Regions from separate parts of the Mus musculus genome. Here region 2 is linked to region 1. A link is a contact called in public HiChIP or PLAC-seq data. All regions are on one chromosome and are shown on one strand. Each heading gives the region's core, a stretch centred on a gene start, on an enhancer-like site or on the middle of the called end of the contact. The rest is flanking DNA. Distances are from core to core; before and after follow the strand shown.

The links. HiChIP or PLAC-seq counts read pairs in DNA pulled down with a chosen protein or histone mark.
Region 2: an H3K4me3 HiChIP or PLAC-seq map of bone marrow-derived macrophages shows a contact between it and region 1, with 4 times the contacts expected there. The contact joins two enhancer-like sites. A contact is called at or near these places in 4 of 484 Hi-C or Micro-C datasets (the G1E-ER4 cell line, embryonic fibroblasts, hematopoietic stem and progenitor cells and 1 more), 3 of 115 datasets of contacts at active chromatin or transcription factors (bone marrow-derived macrophages, embryonic stem cells and microglia) and 3 of 9 other capture datasets (adipose tissue, liver and pancreatic islet).

Annotation. Positions count from the first base shown.
Region 1 is chr5:66,104,524-66,108,465 of GRCm38.p6, reverse strand. The region is part of intron 2 of Rbm47 (RNA binding motif protein 47); the gene reads left to right. Among named protein-coding and RNA genes, the nearest start is that of Gm26725, 45 kb to the left of the region's middle. Within about 2 kb of position 2,300, at least 82 of the 459 cell types and tissues checked have an H3K27ac peak or open chromatin away from gene starts, as enhancers often do. A contact at or near this core is called in the G1E-ER4 cell line, bone marrow-derived macrophages and hematopoietic stem and progenitor cells, where this site is marked.
Region 2 is chr5:65,957,855-65,961,796 of GRCm38.p6, reverse strand. It overlaps a transcript of Chrna9 not described here. Among named protein-coding and RNA genes, the nearest start is that of Chrna9, 7.3 kb to the left of the region's middle. Within about 2 kb of position 1,611, at least 41 of the 459 cell types and tissues checked have an H3K27ac peak or open chromatin away from gene starts, as enhancers often do. A contact at or near this core is called in the G1E-ER4 cell line, bone marrow-derived macrophages and hematopoietic stem and progenitor cells, where this site is marked.

The sequences.
Region 1 (3,942 bases), core at 1,051-3,550:
CCTTGGGCTTTACTAGAAAAACTTTTCTGTAAATACACAGCAGCAGTCTAGATGCCACCTCTCACGTGCTGGGTGGGATTACAAGCTTGCGTTACATCACACCACACCCAACTCGGATTTTTGAGATCATGTTCTGTATCTCAAGCTGGCTTCAAACTTGCAATCCTCCTGCCTCAGTCTCTTGAGTGAGGAATTACACATAAAACTCAGCTTTGTCTTTTGCAGCACAGTATGCTCATGTCTGTCTGAAGACTGCCCTGTAGCCCAGAGGAGAGTGTAAGGCAGTTTGTGGGCCAGATTGCATCCCATCATAGTGGTGCATCATTTCCTCCCTCCCCACCACAAGGGTAAACTCTAATCATACACACACACACACACACACACACACACACACACACACACACTTTTTGTTTGTTATTAAGACAGGTCTCTGTGCAGGGGCAGCCTTGGATGGTGTGCTGGCTAGTTTTATGTCAACTTGACGGAAGCTAAAGTCATCTGCGAGGAGAGAACCTCAATTGAGTAAAGCCTCCATAAGATTGGGCTAAAGGCAGGTCTATAGGGCATTTTCTTAATTAGTGGGTGATGGAAAGAGCCCAGGCAACTATGGGTGGTGCCACAGCTAGGCCGGTGGTCCTGGATGCTATAAGGAAGCAGGCTGAACAAGCCATGGGAAGCAAGCCAGTAAGCAGCACCCTTCCAGGGCCTCAGCTCCTCTCCCCAGGTTCCTGCCCAGTTACAGTTCCTGCCTTGGCTTCTTTCAGTAGACTGTCGTTACTCCCGACATGTAAGTCAAGTAAACCCTTTCACCTACCTCCAAGGTGCTTTGGTCATGATGTTTTATCACAGCAGTAATGATCTTAACTCAGACAGACGAGGAGAGCCAAGAATCCTACTGGGTGAGACCAGAATTAGTCCTGACAAGGAGAAAGGCCCTGCACTGTAATGGTAACTGCCTCAGGAGTTTGAGCTATCCCTGTACTTCACAGTAGAGGGATCTTGGTTTGGCGTGGAACCTTCTGGAGGGCCTCTCCTGTCTGTATTCCTGTAGGCTCCTCCCCTCCCCCCAGTTCTGCTTCTCAGGTGGGATTGCCTCTTTTTTTTCTTTAGACACCTTGATCCCAGAGTCCAGTCTCTCTCTTTTGCCTCTTGTCCTTAAGCCAGGTAGACAAGGTGACCTTTCTATTGATTTAGTGTATCTTTAAATACAGTGCATTTTGCAGATTATCTTTGAAGGAACTTGATTACAGAGTATAAAGACAGAGTGCTGGCAATTTAATGATAGCTTTTAAAAATGAATCAACAGGTCCATGGGTTGTTTGAGAAATGTTAAAATGTGTAAAAGGGTGTGCTGTAGAGGAGAAGAAATGGGTTTCTTTAATTTTTATTTATTTATTGTCATGGCAAAAAAAAAAGGATTCTTAGATGTAGGGTGCACTTAAATGCTTTCGGCATTATTCGGCTGTCTTAAAATAAGGGATCCTGGTGCTAGTCTCCTGTCCCCCAAGGTGTAGTAGATACACTCAGTGGAGATGTCTCTGTCCATACGTACCCCCCCCACACACACACACATACACACTCACACACTCACACACACACACACACACTCACACACAGTGGGAGAGCAGGGACAGCATGTGTTGCATTCTGAGTTCGGGGCCGCTTGTGTTTTAGATGGAGCTTGGAGAGGGTTCTGCTGGTATCTGAGAGGAGATAAAAATCTCCAGGCAGTGTGGATCCTCACTCTCTGGAAACATCTGTCCTAGGGAAGGAGGACCTGATTGCCGCTCAGAACATCTGCATTTCTAGTCTTGTTCTTTAGCCCACGCTGATTTGGAAGAAGCCTGTGACGAAGATCATGCTTCCTCATGCTAGAATGTGCTCGAGTTAGGCGTGTACCGCCACGCCTGGCTGCATTGCTCTTGTATTTTATTGGTTTGGTTTGGTTTGGGTTTTTTTTTTTTTGGTTTTTCGAGACAGGGTTTTTCTGTATAGCCCTGGCTGTCCTGGAACTCACTTTGTAGAGCTCTTGTATTTTAAAAATCAATCTTCAAAGCTCTGGATGCATTTAGAGGGCGTGCAGGGCTCTGCACTTTCCCTTCCTCCTGTTCTTCTCCCTCCTCTTCTTCCTTCCCCACCCCCTCAAGCAGGCTTTGTGCTCACTAGCTCTGGGCCACCGTACTTGGTTCTATGTAGTGCTGCGGTTGGAACCCAAAGCTTGAAGCTCTCTGTAGACTGAGGTACCTTCTCAACCCAGTTGTGCATTTTCTGTGTGGTGGATGCAGATTCTGTCACATGCTGGTGAAACGTCTAACCGTCAGACTCCGACCCTGTTAGGAAATTCCTAGCGATTGTGCAAACCCTATGAGTGCTTTGGGTGTTTGGACAACAGTACTTTGGCTGACTCATCATATTTTTAACTGTTGCGGCTCTATGAGAGTCTGGAGGAAAATCAGAGAGAAGGTAATGTTCACAAAGTGTGTGTTGGTGAGTTTAGTGCTCCAAAAGTAAGTGTGTGTTGGTGAGTAGCTTGACAGGTCTTCTTCTCATGGCTGTCCAGTTGTAAAGTAAATGGGAGTGGAAAAGAAAGATAAATATCAAAATTTGTGTAAAATCAGAAAAAACCCGAGGCTGTCTGTTTAATTTGTGGTTTGTTGTGCACAGGCCTCAGACTGGGACTGTGTGTGTGTGTGTGTGTGTGTGTGTGTGTGTGTGTGTGTGTGAGTGTGTGTGTGTGTGTGTGTGCCAGTAGACAGAACTGGGAACTAAGGAACCACAAGCAAGTGTTCTTTTTCTTTTTCTACCCCACCATAAAGGCTGATTTAGCAGGACACCACAAACCCTCCCTTTAAGCTAGCAAGTCTTCCTGATTTGGGTAGGGCCCTGAAAGATGGTCAGGCTGATAACTAGTGAACCTCAGAAGAAGTCTGCTGAGTCAAGACTTTGCCTGCGCTGGTGCTGTCACCCATGGTGAGCTGCCAAATAGCATCGCTGGCCACTGCTTTACAATTCAGGGCTGGGGGACGTTTGTGTGGCCCCTGGGTAAGCAGTGGCTTGGCCCTAGCCCCTGGTTTTCCTTCTTCTTTTTTAGATTATTGTAATTAAATTTCATCGTATGAATTCTGGTTTTGTTTTTGCTTTTGTTTTCTTTTTTTCTTTAGTGTTCAAAGCAATGTTGCTTTTCCTTTCTGTAGATGGAATTTCATCTAACCCAGGCTGGACTTGAACTCTTGATCTTCCTGCCTCTACCCTCGAATGCCAGGATTTGGGGTGGGGTGGGGCAGGCGTTGCGCATCGCCATGCCTGGCAATAGAAGATTCATGCAACGTTTTCATAATACATGTCATTGTACTTTGCTCATATTCTGCCCACAGCCCCTTCTCTTTCTCCAGAGAGTCTTGTTTTTGCTTGCATGTTACTTACATTCTATATACTAGAAAAAATGAAGTGTTTGTCTTTGAGTCTGGTTTATTTTAATTAACATCATTCTCCCCGGTCCCATCCACTCTTCTGCAAGTGACATTTAGTTCCTTCTCCAATGAGTCTGTGTATGCCCTTTTCTTTATGGATTTCTCTGTTAATGGGCATCTAGGTTGATCCTATCGTTTGGCTGTGTGCATAGTGGAACAACCAACATATGTGCAAGAATCTCTATAGCATGTTGACTTAGCTCTATAGCATGTTGACGCCGTCTGTAGAGTTAAGCATGTTCCATGAGGATGGTGTAGTCTTTCTGCTTTCCACAGTGGACCGCAACCCTTTACATTCCCGTTGGCTTTCCATTGTGAGCTTGAGCTACTAGGTTGTGTCAAGTGCTGCGCTCCACCTCAGATGCAGAAGTGAGACAACAGCCCTGTCTTCATGGAAACTACATCTGGGGATAACTGACCACCAACCAAACTTGGCCAGTATTTAATTGTGACCTGTGATAGGTACTTCGAG
Region 2 (3,942 bases), core at 362-2,861, 150 kb after region 1:
AACCCTGTCTTCAAAAAAAAAACCCAAAAACAAAAATTGGCCATTATATATATAAAAGTGAAGAATTTTTATAATTTGTGAATTTGAATTGCATATTTAAGTTTATGTCAAACGCCCTTCTTTTACCTGCTAAAGCTTCCTCTTAAAGTCAACGTTGCCTGATACTCTAATTACTAATCTACTATCTTTGCTTAGATTTTTGTACTGATGCCATTTTATGGGCATTGATTATGGAAATGGTGCCATATTGTTATGACATGATTGCTTTAAACATTTGACTTAGTCTTTTTTACATTAAAACTTTCAATATTAAGTAAAAGAAAGAAGAGAACGCTAAGGGATTAAAAGTTGGGAAAGCAAGAAAAGTAAGAGCTACCTTCCTTATGATTTATAAGGTTACCAGAGGACTTTAACTTCTTCTCCTTACTTTCTTCTTCCTCCTCTTCCTTCTCTCAGCTTCTTTTTCCCACTTACACTAAGGTGATATTTAGCCTTACACCCTTAGCATACTGCTGTGCTATATTTTAACCTATGACAAAGCAAATTCCCTTGAGAATATGAACATACATTTTACTTTTCTGTATGTAGCCATGTATCTTAAATGCCCCCACCTCAAGGGCAGCCACCAAGGCCAATGCTATTAGTGCAGAATTGGGCCCAGAGGCAACTTCCCCATATCTCTGCGGACCCTCACGCAGGAGAAAGAGCCTTAGGACATAGTAGGAGTCCTGTGGTCCATGTTCAAGTCATAGGTCCATGATGTGCGTAACAACTCCTGAATTTTGTTTTTACATTTGCAGGAGTGCAAACTCACCTAAGGGGTTTATTGTGAGGATTTGAGAGAAACAGATAGATTACCAAGCACGCACTTGGCATATAGCAGGCTGTCAGCCATAGCTGATATGATGTCCCCTGCCTAAGCCGCACAGGCTCCAAGAGTCCACAAAAACTCCACTGAGTTTCCAACAAAAGAGCCAAGTTCATGAACAGACATGAGCAGGTGCTAAGGACCGCGCGTGCAGTTTCTGGGTCAGCAGAACGGCGGATACGTGATCCCCGCACACGATCTATCCAAGTGAATGATCTGCAGCAGTATCTGATGTCCATGCTTTGCCAGAAGATACACGATGTTCCCCTAAAGTCCCCTAAGGGAATAGTGTTGTGCAGGGTGAGTTCCTCTGGTTTTCCTTCACAGTCTGGGGTCTCTCCTCCCTGTGGGCGGAGAGGCTCTCCACCCTGGGAGCCTTCCAGTCGCCTCATCAGGCTGCAGGAGCCCTTGCAGATCCAATCCTTTCTCACCCACTGGTTCTACTTCCTCTTTTCACAGCAGACTGTGTGGTCACAATTGTATGATAGTTCTCTGTTGCTTTCTATTATCACCTCCCTGAGGACAGTGCAAATGTTGGGTAATTGATAAGGCTGGAGGAGACCCTCCTGCTTGTTCTGAGGACCAGTCTGCTCCACAGGCGTTAATCCATGGGGGGAAAAATAAGGAAACACAAGGGAGCAGTAGGCAAACCAAACTCCCCTGTTATTTTGTGACTAGCTCCCAATCACTCTCTTAACTGCATATTCTCTAATGTGGTGGTGTGAATGAAAATGGCCCCTTCAGACTCATCTATTTGAATGCTTAGTCACTGGGGAGCAGCACTGCTTAGAAGGATTGGGAGGTGTGTCCTTGTTGGGGTGGGTGTGGTCTTGTTGGGGGAAGTATTGGAAGAGGGCGTGGCTTTGAGATTTCAAAAGCCTAAACCAGGGTTAAGAGCACTGTCTGGTCTTCCTAGAGGTCCTGAGTTCAATTCCCAGCACCCACATGGTGGCTCAGAGCCATCTATAATGAGATCTGGTGCCCCCTTCTGGCCTGCAGGCATACATGCAGGCAGAATGCGGTATACATAATTATAAATAAGTAAATCTTGAGAGAGAGAGAGAGAGAGAGAGAGAGAGAGAGAGAGAGAGAGAGAGAGACTAGGCCCCTCACTGCCTACAGGTCCTGATGTAGGCCACTCAGCTATTTCACCATGTCTGTCAGAAGTTTTGTCCATTGTCATTATGTAAGTCAGCCCCAAATAAATGTTTCCCTTTATAAGAGTTGCCACAGTCACGGAGTCTTGCCAGGCTGCACGTCTGCCTCGCTGGGGTGCAGGGAGCGCCAGCAGAGAGCTCAGAGGAGACAAAACAGAGTCTGTAATGGGGGCCCTCAGTCTGTGTTTTCCTGGAGTGGGAAACAGCGGAGCCTGGGGCGATTGCTGTGGTTCCGTCTCCTGTGTACCCGGGGCAGCTGGCGTACCACCCAGAGTTGGGAACGGGGTCCCAGGTCTGCGCTTCCCTTTGCTCGCCAGGCTACATGGGATGCTGAGGCAGGAGGATTAATTGAGGACACAAATTCCAGACCATCGTGGGTAATGAAATGAGTTCCTATCTTGAAAAGAAGGGGGAATGAGAGGGAGAGAAATGACTCTAAAATTATATGCAGAGCTATGTACGGTGGAACACTTGTAATCCCAGCACTTGGGAGGCAGAGGCTGAGAGGCTGCTGAGCGTTGCTGGCTACTCTGTTCAATATAGAACATTCCAGGCCAGCTGGGGGTACAAGCAGACCCCTGAGCAGATGTCGCCATCAGTCTTCATCCACATCATCATCTTTACTCATTACTGAAATTCTCCCTCTTTTGCACTCCTTAGATTTTTACTTCAGGCAAATGCCTCTCTTGTCTCCCCTCCCCCGATCCTGACCCTGATAAGATTTAGTTAGTTCAATATAAACCTGGTTAGTTCACCCAATTCACCTAAAGAACTGTCTTTTTTAAAAAGTTCAGACAGTCTAGGAGTAATCTAAAAGATTCAAAGCCTATTTGTTTTAAATATAGAATGGAGATACTATTAAAAGAATCGGAAGAGATGACAAACAAACAAACCAAAACAAACCAAATTTGAGAAGTAATTCAAATTCATGGTATTCTAACAGAGCCAAGGTACTTCACCTTGCCAGCCACCAGATGTCGCTGTACACTCCCTGCAGATCTCATAAGGGAAATCGCTATTAAGCCTAAGACCTAAGAAACAGCCTAAAAAAATAAAATAAATAAAATAAAATAAAATAAAATAAAACCTGCCACCTAGTCGCTTGAAATAGTATGTCTATAGCAAGCCATCCATTTATCTAGGATTTCTGGCTAATAGTCAAATGTTTACATCAATAAAATCTCTCAATTGATTTAAGCAAAGAAATAGACTGGAGTCTATTTGTCCTAATCAATGTTTTCTAGAACATTCGTGCTTTCTCTTTCCTGCTCCTCAGCCAGATCAATGTCTACAAAAGCACGATTTTGTTAGACCAGAACAGAATGTTCCAGAAGAGCAGCAGAGGAACAATTAGTGTTCCCTGCTTTGGAGGACTGACTGTATCTCACCCACTTCTTTAAGGTGGGATTTAAATGTAGTGTGTGTGTGTGTGTGTGTATTTTATGTGTGTATGGTGTATGTGTGTGGTATATATATATGGTGTGTGTATGTATGGTGTGTGTGTATGTATGGTGTGTGTGTATGTATGGTGTGTGTGTGGTATGTATGTATGTATGTATGTATGTCCACTTTTAGGTCAGTGTGGCTTAGCAGATGCCTCTGAATTGAAATAATCTCTTCAGAAGAGAGAGGAAGACTAAGGAGACTCTGGAGACTGAAAGAATCCTTCAACATGTCTGGTAGAATAGAAACTTGGAAGGCTCTGGAAGGCTCCTTCCCAGGTTTATAAAAGCAGTAAGCAACTGCTGGGGTAGAAGACGCTGAGCATCCAACCAAGCTCCAGAGGGGTTTCTCAGGCCTGTCATGCTGTCTGCAGGCTGTGCAGTGTCCAGGCTCGCCGCCTTTATGGGTCGCCGACCTTGCTGGGATGGAATCTCCAGTGCTCTGCTGCCTTTTCGAGTCATCTCTCTTCCTTAA